2 separate regions of the Sus scrofa genome follow, and region 2 is linked to region 1. The links are chromatin contacts, called in public HiChIP or PLAC-seq maps. All regions are on one chromosome and are shown on one strand. The core of a region is the stretch at or near the end of the contact, and the rest is flanking DNA. Distances in the headings are between cores, read along the strand shown.

Region 1 (3,153 bases), core at 253-2,752:
AGGAAATGGAGTGGGAACTGAATTGGGGGCCTGACGGGCCAGGCAAGGGACAAAACCATCCACAGAGTTAGGATGTCAGCAGGTGACTGCTGGTGAAAGAGCCATCTGCTTTGGAGCCCTACCCTGGAAGGGCCTTGGAGGCCTGGGGAGATGGCAGCTTAGGTGCGCATTGAGTCCTGAGTCTTCTGCTGCCTGTAGGCTGGGAGATCTTTCAGGGCCTCTAACATTTCCTGGGCTTGGTGTTCCCCTCAGTAGGGTAGGGAGAGGAGCTCTAACCTTGTTGGGCTGTTAGGTGATAAACTGAGAGCCATAGTATGTGGAAGCATTTTGTAAACTCTTCTGGGGTAAACACTGACTAGTGGTTTTATGGCTTCGTTTTGTTTTTTAATTTAAGAGACATTAGTCACCTAGGGATGGTGGCCAGGAGAGGCCTAGGGGGGAGCATGAAGGGGGAGGAGGAGGACTCAGGGTTTGAGGGAAAGGACTGCTGTCAGGGCTGCTCAGGGCTGCTGAGGTGGCAGGAAAAGAAAGATCTAGACAAAAAACAAAACAAAACAAAAAAGGAGTTCCCTTTGTGGCTCAGGGGTTAATGAACCTGACTAGGATCCATGAGGATGTGGGTTCGATCCCTGGCCATGCTCAGTGGATTAAGGATCCAGCATTGCTGTGAGCTGTGGTGTATGTCGCAGACATGGCTGGGATTCCAAGTTGCTGTTGCTGTGGTGTAGACTGGCAGCTACAGCTCTGATTGGACCCCTAGCATGGGAACTTCCATATGCCACAGGTGCAGCCCTAAAAAGCAAAAAACAAAAATACAAGAAACAAAAAACAGAAGAAAGATCCAGAGAGAGAGGGTGGTGGCCTGTCCAGAGTCCCTACAACTTGGGGTTGGGGAAGCCTTGGGACAGCCTCTGTGTGGTGCATTCATACCTAGTGGCTCTGTGTTCCCTAAGATGTTGAGCTCAGAGAGTTGGGGGTCAGGGTAGTGGCCACGTGGTGGAAGAAGTGAGTCTCCCTGCATCGTCCTCCAAAGGCCAACTCCTGGGTGGTCTGGACCAAGCTTAGTACAGCTCCCCCTCCTTTCTCCCTTTTTATGCCTGCCACTCTGAGAAGTCCAGTGGCATTGTTGCTTCCAGATGTGGCCTCCAGATGTGGCCTGGAGCAGTTCCAGGTAGATCAAGGATGCAGAGGCATTAGCCAACCTCCTGGCTTTTCCTTCTCCTTCCTTCTCCAACGGGGCCTGCCCGGTGCTGTCCTCTCCCCTGCCTCCCTTCCACCACGAGGTCAGGGTACCAGGTACCTGGAGGCACTGGGAATGGATAAATAAATACCAGTTATAAATAAACTTGAGCCAGACAGATGCATCTTTATTCATGTTGGAAAGAGCTTATAACAGGGGGAGTGGAAAACTCTCAAATGTTTCCGTTTCGAGCGGTCCCAGTGGCTCTTGGAGGAGGAAGGGAGCTGTTTCCTTGGCTGGGGAGCCGCCAGGGCACTGGGCTCAGGGCCAGCCCAAGCCTGGGAGGAGCTGCTTAAATCCTCCTTCCTACTGGGAACAGCCTGGGCCCTGGTGTCTCACCAGCATGGAGCCCCTGTTGGGGGGAAAAGGCAGCAGCTCTTTTATTAGCAGCAGACTCTGCTATCAACCCAGGTGGTGCCCCTAGGAGTGAGTTCTCTGGTTGCCTGGACAAGTGTGTATCAGAGTGAAGAGTGTGTTTAAATTCTTTAGGGTTCCTGTTCAAATGCAGATTCTGATTTAATCTGAGTGGGGAGAGGCCTGGGGTTTTGCATTACTAGCTAGGTCTCAGGTGATCCCAGAGCTGCCAGTCTGTAGATCATATTTTGAGTAGCAAAGGTCTAGACTGGACATCTAAAACATATCTAAATTTTCAGAGTTCCCATCGTGACTCAGCGGTAATCAACCCGACTAGTATCCATGAGGATACAGGTTTGATTCCTGGCCTCGCTCAGTGGGTTAAGAATCTGGCATTGCCATGAACTGCGGTGTAGGTCACAGACACGACTCTCATCCTGTGTTGCTGTGGCTGTGGTGTCGGCTGGCAGCTGCATCTCCAATTCGACCCCTAGCCTGGGAACTTACATATATCATATCATGGGCACAGCCTGAAAAAGACAAAAACAGAAAAACCAAAAAAAGCAATATCTAAACTTTGGACACTTTTCTTTTTTTCTGCAGGTTTTCCTGATATTTTCTGGGTTTGTTTTTTAAGTTCCAAAAGCATCAAAGTGTGGACAGTGAAAAATCTCCTACTTCTGTCCCTAAGAACCCAGTGATCCTTTCCCATGACCAACTGGTGTTGGTTTTCGTGTATGTCCTTCCAGACACATTTTATGAATATTCAAGATTCTCTTCTCTCTCCTTGCCCTGTTTTGGATATTACTTGATACATACTGTTTTGAATTTTGCTTTTTTCACTTAACAAATACTTTGGACATCACTCCAGTTCCTTCTTTCTTTCTCTAAAGTCACACAGTTTTGGGAGTTCCCATCGTGGTGAAGCAGAAATGACTCCAACTAGGAACCATGAGGTTGCCGGTTTGATCCCCAGCCTCCCTCAGTGGGTTGATCCCGTGTTGCCACGAGCTGTGGTGTAGCTCACAGACACGGCTCGGATCTGGTGTTGTTGTGGCTCTGGTGTAGGCCGGTGGCTGCAGCTCTGATTCAACCCCTAGCCTGGAAACCTCCATATGCCATAGGTGCAGCCCTAAAAAGATAAAAAGACAAAAATAAAATAAAGTCACACAGTTTCATTATACATCATAGCTGCCTGGGCAAATGTGCTTTGATGGACACTTGATTTTGTGCAATCTTTTGCTCTTGCTGACAGTGATGCAATGACTACCTTAGTGCCCTAGGTGTGAATCTATTTGGAAAATAAAGGTTTGAGAGTGGAAATGTAGGGCCAAAGGATATCTGCATTTGTAATTTTGGTGAATATTGTCAAATTGATCTCCCCAGAGAGGTTGTGCTGACAACAGAGAGGCCCTATTTTCTTCATTCTATCAATGCCACATGTTAACAAACTATCTGATATTTGCCAGTGTGACATATAAACAAAAAACTGCTCTTTTCAAAGCTCTCTCCTTCTTTAGTTTCTATGGTTCTGTTCAACTGTATTTGTCAGAGAGTCA
Region 2 (3,361 bases), core at 810-3,309, 150 kb before region 1:
CATCATAAGTGGCCAGACATGGTTCCCAGTGCTATCCTTTTCTTCGTCTTTTTTTTTTTTTTTTTTTTTTTTTTGGTCTTTTTGCCATTTCTTGGGCCGCTCTCGCGGCATATGGAGGGTTCCCAGGCTAGGGGTCGAATCGGAGCTGTAGCCGCCGGCCTATACCAGAGCCACAGCAACGAGGGATCCGAGCTGCGTCTGTGACTTACACCACAGCTCACGGCAACGCCGGATCGTTAACCCACTGAGCGAGGCCAGGGATCAAACCTGCAACCTCATGGTTCCTAGTCGGATTCGTTAACCACTGCGCCACAACGGGAACTCCCTTTTTTTTCATTTTTTGATGTCAGTTTTTATGTATTGGTAATTCATGAGTCAGTTAAGATGTGTGTTCTAAAAACAAATCAGTAAAATCGCTAAAAAAAGAATTCCAGGATTAGAGCCACACTGTCATTAAGAACTTAATGCATAGACTGTGTGGGGAAGAATCATCGAATTGTTCATCCTGTTGTCCTGTTTTGAAACTGCCTTTCTGTTTTGCAGTTTGAGGAACAGTAGCATCAGGGGTGTGGAAGGGGACCTCTTCCTCCCCTTGGTTGTGGGGCAGCCCGACTCGTGTTGTTGGGTTGTAGATAAGTGTTATGAACATTTTTTAGAATTGTATGTGCATATATATGTATATATTTTTGGCTGCACTCCACAGCATGTATATGTTCCTGGGCTAGGGATTGAACCTGCACTGCAGCTGGATCCTTAACCTGCTGTGCCACAAGGGAACTCCTAAATCAAAGTAGGATTTGAAGTGATATATAAAGAGGTTGCTTTTTCTTTTAAAGTTACTGTGTTTTTCCTTTTTTTTTTTTTTTTTTTTTCTCTTTTTGCCATTTCTTTGTGCCGCTTCCGCGGCATATGGAGGTTCCCAGGCTAGGGGTCTAATCAGAGCTGTAGCCACTAGCCTACGCCAGAGCCACAGCAACGCAGGATCCGAGCCGCGTCTGCAACCTACACCACAGCTCACGGCGACGCCGGATCGTTAACCCATTGAGCAAGGGCAGGGACCGAACCCGCAACCTCATGGTTTCTAGTTGGATTCATTAACCACTGCGCCACGACGGGAACTCCTGCTTTTCCTTTTTAAGTTGCTTAAGTTCATAGGTAAAACCCAGAGTGCATGATTTCCCATATCAGAAAGCTTCAAAGTTTGTCATCTAACTTTGTTTTTACTTTTAATGTTATTATGTTAGTAAATCGGTACTGAATTATTTTTGTTTCTTGTACCTTTTATCTACATCTCGTTTTTTGTAATCTCTGACCTGTTTTATTTTGCTTAATGTTAGAATAAAAGGAGACCCTGTGTAATGTTATATCTTAGTGTAACTTGCCTCTGGCTGAGTTTCTAGCTCTTGTTGAGGTTTCTAGGCAGAATGTGGAGGTGAGTTTCTTAGGTTAACTTTTTTTTTTTTTTAACTTAGATTTTTTTCACATCTTAATAATTACTATGACACGAACCTTTTAGGGAATTTTGTTTCTCAGTTTTCGCTCTTTCTGTCTGCTGACTTCATTTTCCTCTTTGGTTGGCTCTGTTGGCTCTGTTTGTCTCCGATTTGCATTTACATCTAGGCCCCTGGCTCTGGTGTCGGGGACTTGTGGAAGCCTGCTTATTTTAGGCTCTCTGAGTCATGAAGCATTCTCTTGCCTGCACACTGGGGTCAGTGTGACTGTTGTCGTGAAAGCTTTGTATAGATTCTTCTCAGGCCTTTCTCTTTCATTCTCTGCTGTTCTCGTCTTACACGTCTTGGTTTGTAACAACCTCTCTCAGTCCTGTCTTTTACCAGATAATAGGTTCTGGGTCTGCAGAGCAACTCAGTATAATGGTTAACTCTGTCTCTTCTTCTTTTTTTTTTTTTTTTTGTTCTCAAATAGAACACAGATATAGAAAAGCACATAATGTGTAGAGGTAACTGTTGAATTCTGTCCTCTGGCTGTGACTGAGGGTCTCTGGGTGCCGCCAAGTCTTACCCAGCTGCGTCCCTCCTGCAGTTTCTGACTTCCTTTCACAACACATCCGTGTGGCTGCTTGTTTTTAAAACCAGGAAATCGAGGGAAAGAGCAGGCTTCAGCCTCTGTTGTGTGGCCACATGTTATTTGGAGAAGCTTTTCTTGTAAAATAGACTGGGCTTTGGTTATTTCTGTTCTTTTAGAGACTTCTCGTACGTTCTTCAAACCCACAAGCAAGTCTTTCAGGATCGTCCCGTGTTCCTTTTTCAGTCATTTCTCTTTAAAGTACTTGACTGTCTGATCTCATCCTATGGAGACCTTGATGGATTTTGTGTCATTGAAATCAACTATACTAGGAAAAAAAACTTACGGAAAAAAAAAAAAGATTTTGTATCATTGTTTGATTATTCTGATTCCTATTGGCATTCTCTTTCTGCCAGTATGGGTTTTGTCTCATGTTCTTTTGTATTTAACCCTTGTTTTGGTTTCAGTTTGGGTTGTCAGGTCTTGGTTGTACTGGACCTCGACTGCTTTTGCTGCAGCAGATGGTCCGGCATGGTCTTCCTTCAGCTGCTGCTTCTCTGTCTCACCCTCGGCCCTCCCCTCAGGTGCTTCTGTTGTTCTTCCCCGCTCTCTGCAAGCTGCCTTAGGACGCTCTTGTCCTCTGCTGCCCTGAGCGCTGCCCAGCTCCAGCCACCCGGTGACTCCCTGGGTGTGGCTGCGTGGCTGCCCGGCCACCCCAGCCTTGCCCGTGCTCTGTGGAGCCCCCTTTGTGGCTTTCTGCATCTCTCGCTCATGTGTCCTTGTTCTCAGGGGTGGTGTCAGCGGGTGTGTGGGAGGGGCCTCAGCCTCCCTGCCACCTTCATTCCCTTCTTTACATGAGTCTTGAATTCATCCTACCCGCTTCCTGCTCCCCTTTCCACCTGCAGCCCAGCCACGCCCTCACCCTCCATGAGCTGCCCCCACTTCTCCTGCTTCCTTACACTTCATCTCATCTTCCTTGGTTCTGGAGTTTACTGCAAATGCTCCAGGTCCCTGCTGCTTCTCACCCAGAACACAGCGCAGGCCCTGTCTCTTACAGACGGGGCCCCTGCGGGCCTCGTAGCTTGTGGGGCCCCCACTGTGGGTTCTGGTCTGACGCGACAGGGTCCTCCCGGGCCTGGGCACTCCTCAGAGCTTCTCTGCTCCAGGCTGGCCTTGAGCTTAGCAAAGTGGGCCTCAGGAAACTGGTGTCAGGAGTTAAGGGCTGTGTTGGCTTTAATCATATTGATAGTAATTTAAATAAATCTAAGGAGAATTGCTCTTATTTTTCTTTTCTTTCTTTTTTTTTTTTTCAGGGTTATTTTGGAGCTGTTGGAGCCCT

What was found. HiChIP or PLAC-seq counts read pairs in DNA pulled down with a chosen protein or histone mark.
Region 2: a contact with region 1 is called in an H3K27ac HiChIP or PLAC-seq map of skeletal muscle. The contact joins two enhancer-like sites. A contact is called at or near these places in 12 of 47 Hi-C or Micro-C datasets (alveolar macrophages, blood, brain and 6 more) and 1 of 2 datasets of contacts at active chromatin or transcription factors (skeletal muscle).

What each region holds. Positions count from the first base shown.
Region 1 is chr17:31,655,765-31,658,917 of Sscrofa11.1, reverse strand. No RefSeq gene overlaps it. Among named protein-coding and RNA genes, the nearest start is that of RNF24, 48 kb to the left of the region's middle. Within about 2 kb of position 1,502, at least 22 of the 83 cell types and tissues checked have an H3K27ac peak or open chromatin away from gene starts, as enhancers often do. A contact at or near this core is called in skeletal muscle, where this site is marked.
Region 2 is chr17:31,802,934-31,806,294 of Sscrofa11.1, reverse strand. It overlaps PANK2 (pantothenate kinase 2, mitochondrial), which reads left to right. Exons shown (of 7, transcript XM_021078060.1): 7 at 3,336-3,361. Among named protein-coding and RNA genes, the nearest start is that of MIR103-2, 4.3 kb to the left of the region's middle. Within about 2 kb of position 2,059, at least 11 of the 83 cell types and tissues checked have an H3K27ac peak or open chromatin away from gene starts, as enhancers often do. A contact at or near this core is called in skeletal muscle, where this site is marked.